Regions from separate parts of the Sus scrofa genome. Here region 1 is linked to region 2. Evidence: chromatin contacts called from public promoter capture Hi-C data. All regions are on one chromosome and are shown on one strand. The core of a region is the stretch at or near the end of the contact, and the rest is flanking DNA. Distances in the headings are between cores, read along the strand shown.

Region 1 (5,684 bases), core at 1,558-4,057, 290 kb after region 2:
TCTGGTGACACAAGCAGATTAAAGGTCTGGCGTGGTCATTGAAGTGGCTTGGGTCTCTGCTGTGGCGCAGGTTTGATTCCTGGCCTGGGAACTTTCATATGCCATGGGGCATGGCCAAAAAAAGAAATGAAGTCTCTGGAGAACAGACTTGTGGTTGCCAAGGGGGAGAGGGAGGGAGTGGTATGGACTGGGAGTCTGGGGTTAATAGAAGCAAACTATTGCATTTGAGTGGATAAACAATGAGATCCTGCTGTATAGCACAGGGAACTCTATCTAGTCACTTGTGATGGAACATGATGGAAGATAATGTGAGAAAAAGAATGCATATATATATGTGTGACTGGGTCATTTTGCTGTACAGTAGAAAATTGACAGAACACTGTAAACCAACTATAGCGGAAAAAATAAAAATCATTAAAATTAACAAAATTTTTAAAAAATGAAGTCTCTTCCTGATTCTGGAAGAATCCACGAACATGCAAAGACTCTGAGAGAGGAATACAGAGAGAAATAGAGAATACATCCTCAGATGCAATCATGAAGATATTTTATAAAAAAATAAGTTCTCTTTAATGGCTGATTCTAAGTAAATTGAAGTAATATCATCCTTCTCCAATCCATTCTTCATTTTGTTTTGTTTTGTTTTGTTTTGTTTTTCCTTTTTAGGGCCACACCCAAGGCATATGGGAGTTCCCAGGCTAGGGGTCAAATCGGAGCTGCAGCTGCCGGCCTACGCCCCAGCCACAGTACCACAGGATCTCAGCTGCATCTGTGACCTACACCACAGCTCACAGTGGCAATACTGGATCCTTAACCCACTGAGTAAGGGCAGGGATCAAACCCACATTCTCATGGATACTAGTCAGGTTTGTAACCCGCTTAGCCACAATGGGAACTCCCTCCCATCCATTTTTCAAATTACAGCCAGAGTGATTTTTTAAAAGTCAAATCTGATTATATCATCTCCTTATTAAAACCCTTCATTTGCTGAAAGGACCTTTCAGTATTGATTCCTGGCTTCCATACCAATGCCGGTTTCATCTGAAGCTCTCTGCATTCTTACCACACTTCTCATCCTCATGTACTCATTCCTATCTGAAAGCAATAGTACACCCTTGGAGTTCCCGTCGTGGCGCAGTGGTTAACGAATCCGACTAGGAACCATGAGGTTGCGGGTTCGGTCCCTGCCCTTGCTCAGTGGGTTAACGATCCGGCGTTGCCGTGAGCTGTGGTGTAGGTTGCAGACGCGGCTCGGATCCCACGTTGCTGTGGCTCTGGCGTAGGCCGGTGGCTACAACTCCGATTCGACCCCTAGCCTGGGAACCTCCATATGCCGTGGGAGCGGCCCAAGAAATAGCAAAAAGACAAAAAAAAAAAAAAAAATAGTACACCCTACTCTCTGCTTGCAAAGCTCTCCTTCCTTTTTGCCTAGGTTACTCCTACTCAAAAGTAACATTTTCCCAGAAGCCTCCCCTATATGCTGAACCATTTGGATCCCCATATACATTTGCAACATAGCTGAACTGCTTTATCAGGATGAAAGCATTCCTTATATAATGAATGTGTCTGTCTTCCCTGCTAAAATGTAAGCTCTATGACATAGGCATTGTATCTTGTTCATACAGTGCCTGGCATATGTGGGCACCTTCAAATATTTGTTGAATGAATGAATGGACTATCTGGTTTGAAGTGGAAAAGGAGTCTCATAAAAAATATTTGCCTAAATGACATCAAATTTCTAGTTGCAAACTTTTAGCACTAGTATGGTTTCTTGGAAGAGTATGTTTCATGAAAGAAAGAGGATGCAGATGAGGAAATATAAGCAATCATCAAAGAAGCCAGGCCTATCAAGGTGGTATCAATACAGTATGTCAAAAACTTCATGGGGCAGAGTTTCCTAGTGGCCTAGTTGTTAAGGATCCCAAGTTTCCACTGCTGTGGTTTGGGTCACTGGGGTGGCTGGGGTTTGATCTCTGTTAGGGGAACTTCTGCATGATGCAGACACAGCCCTTCTCCCTCCCCCCCCCAAAAAAAACCTTCATAGGGAAAAAAAAGATCTTCATGGAAGACAGAAAAACTGGGAAACCAAGGCATAATGGTTTAAAATGTATCATTCATTCCCAAATATTTATATAATGACTATTATGTGCCTGGCATTGGGATTCAGAAGCTCAAAGGTGGAGCAAGTTCTCACGTAGTTTTTGTCTTTAACAAATTTACAGCCTAGTAAAAATATTCAGCAAAGTAATTTCCAAGTAAGCGCTGCTAGAGAGGTTCTGCCAATGTTATGAATTACCTAACTCAGGTGGGTAAGAAAGGGATGGAAGGATAGAAGGAGAAGGATGGGTAGTCAGGGAAGCCTTTGAGTTTAAGCTGACACCTGAAAGATGAGGAAGAGTCCAGGTGGTCTGGGGGAACTTGAAGTTCAATAGCTAGGATTTGGGACCCCACAGAGAAATACTATCAAGATACTGACGGCACCTTGGCAGATTCGGCTTATGGGGACACTGGATGGGAGAGGTCATTAGCATTGCGAATATTCTCTAGGCATGAACAACATTCTGCACTTCAACATTCCACCTGAGCTGGGGTTGCTTGAAATTATTCATTCCTTATTCCTGCTCCCAGCAACTGCAGAGTGGTGTGCCCCGCAGACACCCTAGGTCTGCAGGCGAGACCGGCAGGAGTTAACTCCACTCTCGTCCAACTCACTGCGGGTGGGGGCGGGAGTGGGGAAGAGGCCCCAGAAGCCCCGCCCACATCCAGACACGTTAATCTACGCCGCGTCCCAGGGGCCGCACGCGGCCGCGGCGATCATGTGACCCGAAGTGTGACGTAGGAGGAAGGAGACGCCATTAGAGGGAGGCGGAGAGGGACAGCTCTGCCTTTCCTCGGATACCTGACGTGGTGGCTGGGGCCCGTCATTCTCGGACTTTACCTCGGTCCTTCCAGGCCTTGCCCAGAGGAGGGAGTGGAGACGGCGCCCGGGATTGGCGGCGCCGATGCGGAGGGGCCTGTGTCGGCCGAGGCTGTGAAGGAGCTGCGGTGGCCGTGGGGCGCTCGGCACGGCTCTAGGGCTCGGGCGTTAGGGACGCGACGGGATGGCTGCGGCCGGCGGCGGCGGGGCGGCGGCAGCCCGAGCCTACTCGTTCAAGGTGGTGCTGCTGGGGGAAGGCTGCGTGGGAAAGACGTCGTTGGTGCTGCGCTACTGCGAGAACAAGTTCAACGACAAGCACATCACCACTCTGCAGGTGCGGGCCCCGGGGAGCGGGAGTGGCGCCTTGGGGCCCCTACCCCTCCGGGGCTCAGAGGACTTTGTTGCCACGGTTCTCTGTGTCGCGGGGCTCTCATATCTCAGGCCTGTCACCTCCGCCTTCGGATTCACTTTCCGAATTCGCCCTGGGGACGGCGTTTGTCCGGGCAGCCTGGAGACACAAGGACGGGCTGTTGGGAGGGGAGTGGAAGGGCCCTGAAAAGTCCCCAGTGTGGCCGCGCATGTCGTGGAATCCCCATCGGTGGACTAGTTTTTCCCCTTTGATTCGCTTCCGCTTAGGCCCTAGGTGTCTTCACCCTGCGGTCCACCAGTGTCGGTCCTTTTTCTTTCTTTCGGAATTAGGAATTTAGCTGAGGATTTGATTTTTCGAATTAGGTGATTTATAACTTCAGCTCTTACTGATGACTAAGTGTTTATGCATGTTCCATTTTGTCCTGTCTTCGAGTAATATGGTGATTGGCAAAACATTCATCTCCAGAGGGTTTTTGAAATGACCGCTTGCCGGTGTGGGTTACGCAGTTCCATTGCTGCCTGCGTAGGTCTGACTTGTGGGTCACTTGTATTCAGCGATGTGGGTCGATCCATATTCACATGGAAACGTCATGGTCCTCAAACTAACAGTTTAGCTACAAATACTATTTCTTTGGTTGTAATTTAGGGCCGCCTTTCATCAGCAGATACATCATGGTTAGTCAGAAAAGTGTTAAAATGTAGTCATTAATTGGGAGTGAATTCAGGCTTTTGAGGTGGTTGGAGTCTCCCTCTTCCAAAGAAATCAGTTTGCACGTGTTAGAAGAAAAGTTTCCAACGAATCTGCCCTGATCAATTTAGTCAGAGGCAGTAAAATCTAATGGACTTTTGAGCCTGATGTTTAGGTTCATATCGCAGTTCCATCCCTTTAACTAGCTGTTTGATCTTGGGCAAGTTAATTAACCTCTCTGTGCCTAAGTTTCTTCATCTGTTAAAATGGCCCTGATAGTAATATCTAGCTCTTGGGGTTGTCAGAGCAAATACACATAAAAACACTTAGGACCTGGTCCAGTGTAAGCTCTCTATCTTTATTATTACTACCCCCAATTGCACAATACATCCTAATTAGTGATTGTGTCGTTCATAAGTACATGGACATTATTTAATAGAATGCACAATCTCCTAATTATTGTGACATTTGATGTTTGATGCTATTTTTAAACTACCAAGTCTAGAATTTACAAAGATGCTCTGGTTCTGATTCCATGTTCTATTTTTACTCCTCTGTAAAGCATAATATCTGAAATAGTGAATGTCAGGAAACTGCATTTTTTTTTTCTCATGTCTTTGTATAGGGTCACTTAATGCAATTTTAGTTGTAGTTGAGTTATTAGTGAGATCAGGGAAATTCATAGGATAAATACCTATGGTCAGTTGGAAGTTTAGAAGTTTATTTAGGTAAAGTATAATAATATCTAACATTTAGTTCTTACTGTGCTAGGTATTTTACTTCTGTCTTTTAATTCTTATAACAGCTTTATGAGGTGGATAGTTTTATTAGCCTCATTCTACAGGTGATGAAACAAGTGTGGCAAAATTGAGTAATTTGCTGGCCATCATATTGCCACAAGTCATGGTTCCCAAGCTGAAATTTGAATCCAGTTCTGACTTACTTTGAGCAGTAAGTCACACTCTCTGGATATTGGTGAACAACCCCTTAGTGGGGTTTTTTTTTGAGCTACACATCTTAGAGAAAATAGAAAACCATTGTAACTGAGCTCTTTATTTTTTTTTTAAAGGTAATTTAGCCCTTCAATCTAAAAATTACATGACATTATACATTCTAAAAACATCCTTGAAGCTAAAAGCAGGCTAAAGATTTTTAATTATCTAAGAGAAACCACTGCATTCTACACAGAGAGAATGAAGTTATGGTGGATCTCTAGTATCAAAAACATAGAACTCCTGATTTTAATATTTATATAACTCTCGTCACAAACAGTACCTGGATAATGTTCTAGGTTTGAGGATTTTGCTGCATACCAATGTATGAAAACATCATTACAGCCTTTCTCTTTGTCTTAGCTATCAGTTCATCTTTTCTTTCTTAACAGCTTTTCAGAGAAATTCGACTTTGTTGAGACCCGTAGGACACAATCTTGTATGCTTTTCATTTCTAAATGGAGGGGAGATAATCCTTCATAAGATACGAGGGGAAAAGTTTCCCTTTTTTCTTGTTAATAAAACTACTACCTATCTTTTTAAAAAACTTTGTAAAGTACATTGGCATTCCTATTTTAAAGACTGAGTGGAACCTAAGATAGTTTATGGTGGATTTTCTTTGTGGTGGAGTGGGTTAAGGATCCAGCTTTGTTGCTGCGGGATCCCGGATTGCTGCTGTGGTGCAGGTTCATTCCCTGGCCTGGAAATTTTCATATGC
Region 2 (5,877 bases), core at 1,260-3,759:
ATTAGAGACTTAGATAGGTTCATTCTGTGCCTCTGATCAAACACCTAAAGCTATCGGAACCTAGATTCAAATCCAGTTCTGCCTGAATCATTCCACAACCAAAGTGGTATGCTCTTTTTTGCAACTCTGAAGTCAAAGACACTGTTTCCCAAAGTCCATAGGGTGATGGTGGACACAACAACATTTGGATGCCTGTGTTGATGAAGCACAACTAAACACAACAGTCAAGAAATACTTGTTAAGTTTCCACTACCATGAGTCCATAGTATAAATCCTACAGGTAAGGTGGCCTAGTCCTTGCCTCCAAATCCATCACAATAAAGTTGGCCAAACTAAACAAATAAGCATTCAAGAAAGCTTTTCAATTGTGCAATATTTAGAACATACGCTTTCGGTGAGATTCCTGGGATTTTTGTGTCTAAGAGTGTGGTCCTCTTAGACTGCAAGCACCATGAGGAGAGGTCATTTGCCTCCCTAAGTCACTGCTCATCATAACTGGAGCTGTTCTACAAAGATTTGTTGATGATTGGTGTCGATTTGGTTATGGGAGGTTTTACAGAAAGAGTAAGTCTTGAATTGCACTTACAAGATAAGTTATCTGGGGACAGGTTTTTTAAAAGGGAAGGAAAATAGGTAATTAGTAGGCATTCTATAAATACAGAAGGAATGGCTGGGAAAAGCAAGACTAATGTGAGAAAGCAAAGAGATGATAGTGGATGTGATGTGTAAAGGGACAAGGGAAGGATGGGAACAGAATTAGCCACTGCACTGATATCCACGAATCAGGGTTAACTCACAGTTTTCAGCAGTCTCTGTCAAATTTTCCAAACTCTCTGGGCCACAGTATCCTCATTTGCAAAATGAAGAGGATGGAGTATATAAACCTTAGTCACTTTCTCCTTCCATCGAATGTAGAGATTCACAAACTTGCTAATGATGGGGTGCCCCTCGGAAAAGGGCATGTTTCAAATACTGACTTAGGTCCAGGAATCTATATATTTTTAAAAGTTCCACAGGTGGTCAGCCAGGTTTGGGGATCACTTCTTAAGTGAAGGAGAGTAAACATACACAAAGGAAAAAAAAAATCTTCCCTTGGGTAAAATTCAGAAGTTTATATGGGAAACTCAGCAGAATGGGCTAAGTGAAAGAAGCTTAAGAGAGGCCTTAAAAGCCAGAAGGGTTCTCCACAGTCATGAAGCAAGGAGGCATTGTACGGGAGTGAAAACTGTGCATTTCTGTGAGTTGAAGTGGCAGGCTGGAGCTGTGACTCTTTCAGCCACTCACTCAGGCCCGCAGACAAGATTTGCTCCTCACTGAGGCCCTCTGTCCAAGAAAGCCCTGAGTCTTTCTCCTCCTTTCTCCTGCAGGCTCCCAGCAGGACACTTCTGAAGAGTGAGTACGAGCATTTTGCAGTGGTAATGGTTCTCAGAGCCCAGTGCCTCTCACCTGGCTAGGGCTGCTCTTAACTTAGAAAATCCTGGAACACTTAGGATGAAAAGGCCGCGGAACAAAAGCAAACGCCCATCTCCCATCTCGCTGTCCTGTCCGTCCCGCATTGTTCTACTAGAGGTGACTTCCAGAAGATGCTAAATCTCTTCAAAAAAAAAACCCCAAAACCGAAAAACAGTCACTGCGACTTCTTACTCCCTGGGTTAGACAGCATTGGAGTGCTTGTTCATGAGCTGTATTTATTCAGCTATTAGCCCAGCGTTTCAATTTTAGGGCAAAAGAGAACCAGACAGGGCCAAAAAGTCTTTTCATCCTTCGCCTGGGAACACCGGCCTCCTTACTCTGTAAATGTAACTGTTTCTCTGGATTAGATTTTAGTCTTTTTTTTTTTTTTTTTTAAGCACTCCATATATTCGTTCCATTATTTAAAGTGGGCTTGGAGGAAGCGTGCCGCATCCTTCCGCCCTGTGCGTCTGCTTGTGTCCGTCTGAAGCAGGTCCCTTTCGGCTCTCGAGTCTGGGTCGCCAGGACGCGGGGTGGTGGGGAGGAGATGGGGGGGAAGAGTCCCCTGCCCCTCGTGCGACGCTGAGCGCCGGCGTCCGGGCCGCGGAGGCAGAGCCGGAGCCGTAAGAACTCGCCTGCACCTCGCGCCGCCAGCCGCGGAGTGGAGAAAGGAGGGAGGGGGTCGGAGGAGGGAAAGTGGGGCCGGGCGGGGGGTGCCTGGGAAGCCGGGCTGCGCTGACGTCACTGGGCGCGCGATTCGGGCTGGAGCGCTTTAAAAAACGAGCGTGCGAGCGGAGATGCTGCTCCACACCGAGCAGGCCGCCTGCAGCAGCAGCGCTCACGGCCCCTGCGGCGGCTGCAGCCAGGGCCGCTCCCGAGGCCCGCGTGGCGGCAGGGGCACGGCCGGGCCCCGCGACGCTTCTCCTTGGCGCACCGCGCTGCAGGCGCCCGCGGCGTCGCAGAAGCCCGCCGAGCTGCGGCTGGCGCGCCACGGTCCGCCGCAAGCCCGACACTGACCTCCCACCGCGCCCCGCACGCGGCCCCCCGCCCGGGCACCATGGACACCTCCTCGGTTGGCGTGCTCCTGTCCTTGCCCGTCCTGTTCCAGCTGGCGGCCGGAGTCGGCTCGCCAAGGCCCAGCGCGCTGCTGCGGGGGTGCCCCGCGCACTGTCAGTGCGAGCCGGACGGCAGGATGCTGCTCAGGGTGGACTGCTCTGACCTGGGGCTTTCGGAGCTGCCCTCCAACCTCAGCGTTTTCACCTCCTACCTGTAAGTGCGTCCCCCACTCCGCTCCCAAAAGGGGACAGAGGGAGGGAGGCTGGCCCTAGACCAGGCTGGGGGCTCCTCGGCTCCTGCCTGCTCTGGAGGGGGCGGGCGAGTTTGCAAAGGATGTCTTGGCCGGGACTGTTTGGGGCCCTGGAAAATGCACGTGTCTCGGGGTAGCACGCCTGCACTTTATGGGCCCGCAGAAAAACGGCTTCAAGTGCAACCCCGGGAAAGCGCCGGTGCGCTGCAGCTTTGCGGTCCAGCTTCAGGCAGGGCGCAGCGCGAATTTCTCCGATTGTAGACTTTTGCCTGCAAAATGGGCATTTGTGCCCCTGAGCCTGGAACCCAAGGACAGCCTGCCCAGTTGGCCCCTGCTCCAACCTCCCCTTCTTGTCCTGTCGTGTTTCAGGAAGAGATGGACTGTAAAAAGTTTCCCCGAAGAACTCCAACTTGTCTAGCTCCAGAGGAACTTACTCTGCATCCCTTGCTCCAACGTGTGATGCAACCTTTTTTTACTCCTCTCTGTCTCTGTCTTTCTGCTTCTCTGTCTCTCTTTCTCTAATGAAGTGATTAAAATGTGGCAACCGCAAACCCCGATTAGAGCTGCCAGAACGTTATCTTTACCTTTGGCTGCCCGAGCCGCCCTTTGAAGTGCCCGCGGCCGCGGTGTAATCTTTAACCATCTCCTCCTCCTCCCAGAGAGGAAAGGGAAGTGGGCTGAAGGCGGCGGGGCGGGTAAACAGCGGCGCCAACACCCAAGTGGAGACTTGAAGCTCTCTGTCATCCCTCGGGGATCGTCCCACCCCTTTTCCCCCCACCACAGCCTCCAAAGCCCCAACCGTGGAGACGAGGCAGCGGCTCCTTTCGTAATTCTGTCTCTGGAAAATCCAGGCCCGGAGGGTAACAGGTGGTTGGGTGGATGAGGTGACCCAGGAAGAACCTGACTCTTGGGAACCGAGATAACGACTCTTTCTCCCTATGAAGGATCTGGGGCTCGCTTCCTTTGGGCAGAGAGACCAGGGGTCGGGGCCACTCGGGAAAAGGGGCGCTTGCGACCACAAGGTCATGCGTTTAGATTTTAACTAGAGGCCCTGTGGCGAGCCCACCCCAAACGCTCGCAATCCCAGTTTCGGCTTCTCTGATGTACCTTGGCAGGCGCTAGTTGGGATGTTTGTGAACTCAGCCGTTCCTCTGTTTAGTTGTTCTGTGGAGAGAAGAAACATGAAGAGGCTTGCACAACGCTTTACACCAGATAGTGATTCTTTTTCTCCAGACAGTGAGGAAGGGAAAAAAATTCTTTTATACTTGCTTTGATTTTGCTTTGAAAGAGAGGGATGATCCTACTAGATTTTAGTATTATAGATGGCAGTCCCCACCTCACCTACCAGAAGACTATTTGGGCTGCTTTCCTGATCTATTCCCCCACTGAGTTCCCCTTTAATGGCACTTATTACATGGTGTCTGTGCTATTTTTACAGTGATGGAAATCTGCTCCCCTAAGTGATCATTCTGTAAGAATTCACATTTCCTCCTTCTAAACAGCTGCCTGTATTACAAAGTCAGATACTCACCCCTGGTCTCTGTGTTTAACTGCTAAAGGCAGTGTTTCAAGAATCATATGTTCTCCCGCATCGTGAATTTCTGAGAGCAGTTGGGCAGCTGCACTTCAGAACCTAGAACATTCTTCCTCCTCACCCTGAAGAAATTGGCCATAGACAAGGGAAGTGGTGCAGAGCCCCCAGACGCTTCCCTAACTATTGAAATCATACGCTTGTTATAAAACTTGTTTAAGGATACAGAAAATAAATGTCAGGACTCTTTTGTCTCTCACTCAAAAGAACGAACATTTGTTAGGCTTCTGTTACTAAAAGTTGGCATAAAATATTGCTTCACATCGTTTCCCACATATCTCAAATTTATTTAACTGTGTCCTCCATGTACTCTGGAGGTCTTTCTGCCACTGTTTTCTATCCATCATTTTAGATAACCCCTTGGAGTTAAGATACCATTAGGAAGTTAATTATCCTCTTTTTCTTGTGTTGTTTGATGACAGCCTGTATCCTGGACTAAGGGAACATTTTCTCAGTGTCCTATAAAATATTAAACTCAGAGTGTCTATGAAAAGTGTCACGGTATATGTCAAATACTTGCATCTGATGATTAACGTTTCAGAAAATATGAGTGCTAAATATCGAAATTAGTCCTAAAGTCGATAACCAGACTGATTTTCTTCATGATGTGTGATTTCAGATTTTCGTCTCCTTCTAGAGGACAAAATTCCAGAGGCCACCGGGTGCTCTTCCTTGGTGGGTTGAGGGGTTTGAGGCTTTGGGAGTTTTGTTAGGACAACCTCAGAAGCTCTGTGCGAACATTAAGGGTAGATGGTGCCCTCTTTCGGTTACACCTAGAATTAACCATTGACCATTTTTCCTTCACTTGTGCACTCATAACTTGAAAGAGAAATCTTTATTTACTCGTATTCAAAAAAGTAAGCATGTGTTTCACTGGTTTTCTTATTTTAAGAGATAACTTCCTTTTGCTCTTGAAAGGGAACACTAAGTTACAGCCCTGCTCCACTGGGGTCCAGTGATAATTAAGCTGTGATGAGAAAGTTGCAGTGTGCAAAGGCTGATGTGGGTGAAGGGCCAGACTACTATCTTTTATTGTTTGTTGTAGGTTATCACCATTTTTTTGAGTCAAAATGTTATCTGCTAATCTTCCTCCCCTCCCCACAAAAGAACAAGCATTTCATTTTCTTCAAACAGATTGATGATGGTAAGTTCCAGCTGTACACATTTGGCAAATAGATTTGTCACAATCTGATAACTGGCTAGTCTACCTCGTAGGTAAAGAAAGTTTCCTTAATCTCTTCTGGAAGGCTAGGGCTATTTATATACAGTATTATAATCTTTCTTCCCCAGAAACAACTAAATCTTAAGCCAGTCCAAACATTAACTCTCGTTTCTTACTGAACTGCATTCTCCAGTGGATCTGTAATTGGACCACTGAACATGCGTGGTAGAAACACTGGAAATTTTCAAACTTAATCTTCTCTGTCTCTTCCGGTGATTATGGGCTCTGATTTTACAACAGGGGCTAATAAAGCTCACTCAGCAGAAAATAAGGAACACACAAAGGTTAAGACATAAAAGCAGACAA

Evidence for each region. Promoter capture Hi-C pulls out the DNA fragments that hold promoters and counts their contacts.
Region 1: a promoter capture Hi-C map of fetal liver shows a contact between it and region 2, with 3 times the contacts expected there. The contact joins the promoter of RAB21 here to the promoter of LGR5 in region 2. A contact is called at or near these places in 1 of 5 promoter capture datasets (fetal liver) and 1 of 47 Hi-C or Micro-C datasets (liver).

The regions. Positions count from the first base shown.
Region 1 is chr5:35,754,466-35,760,149 of Sscrofa11.1, forward strand. RAB21 (ras-related protein Rab-21) reads left to right here and starts at 2,808. Exons shown (of 7, transcript XM_003481659.4): 1 at 2,808-3,251. The coding sequence starts at 3,102.
Region 2 is chr5:35,461,025-35,466,901 of Sscrofa11.1, forward strand. LGR5 (leucine rich repeat containing G protein-coupled receptor 5) reads left to right here and starts at 2,510. Exons shown (of 18, transcript NM_001315762.1): 1 at 2,510-2,721. The coding sequence starts at 2,510. TSPAN8 (tetraspanin-8) reads right to left here. Exons shown (of 17, transcript XM_021091998.1): 3 at 3,343-5,877.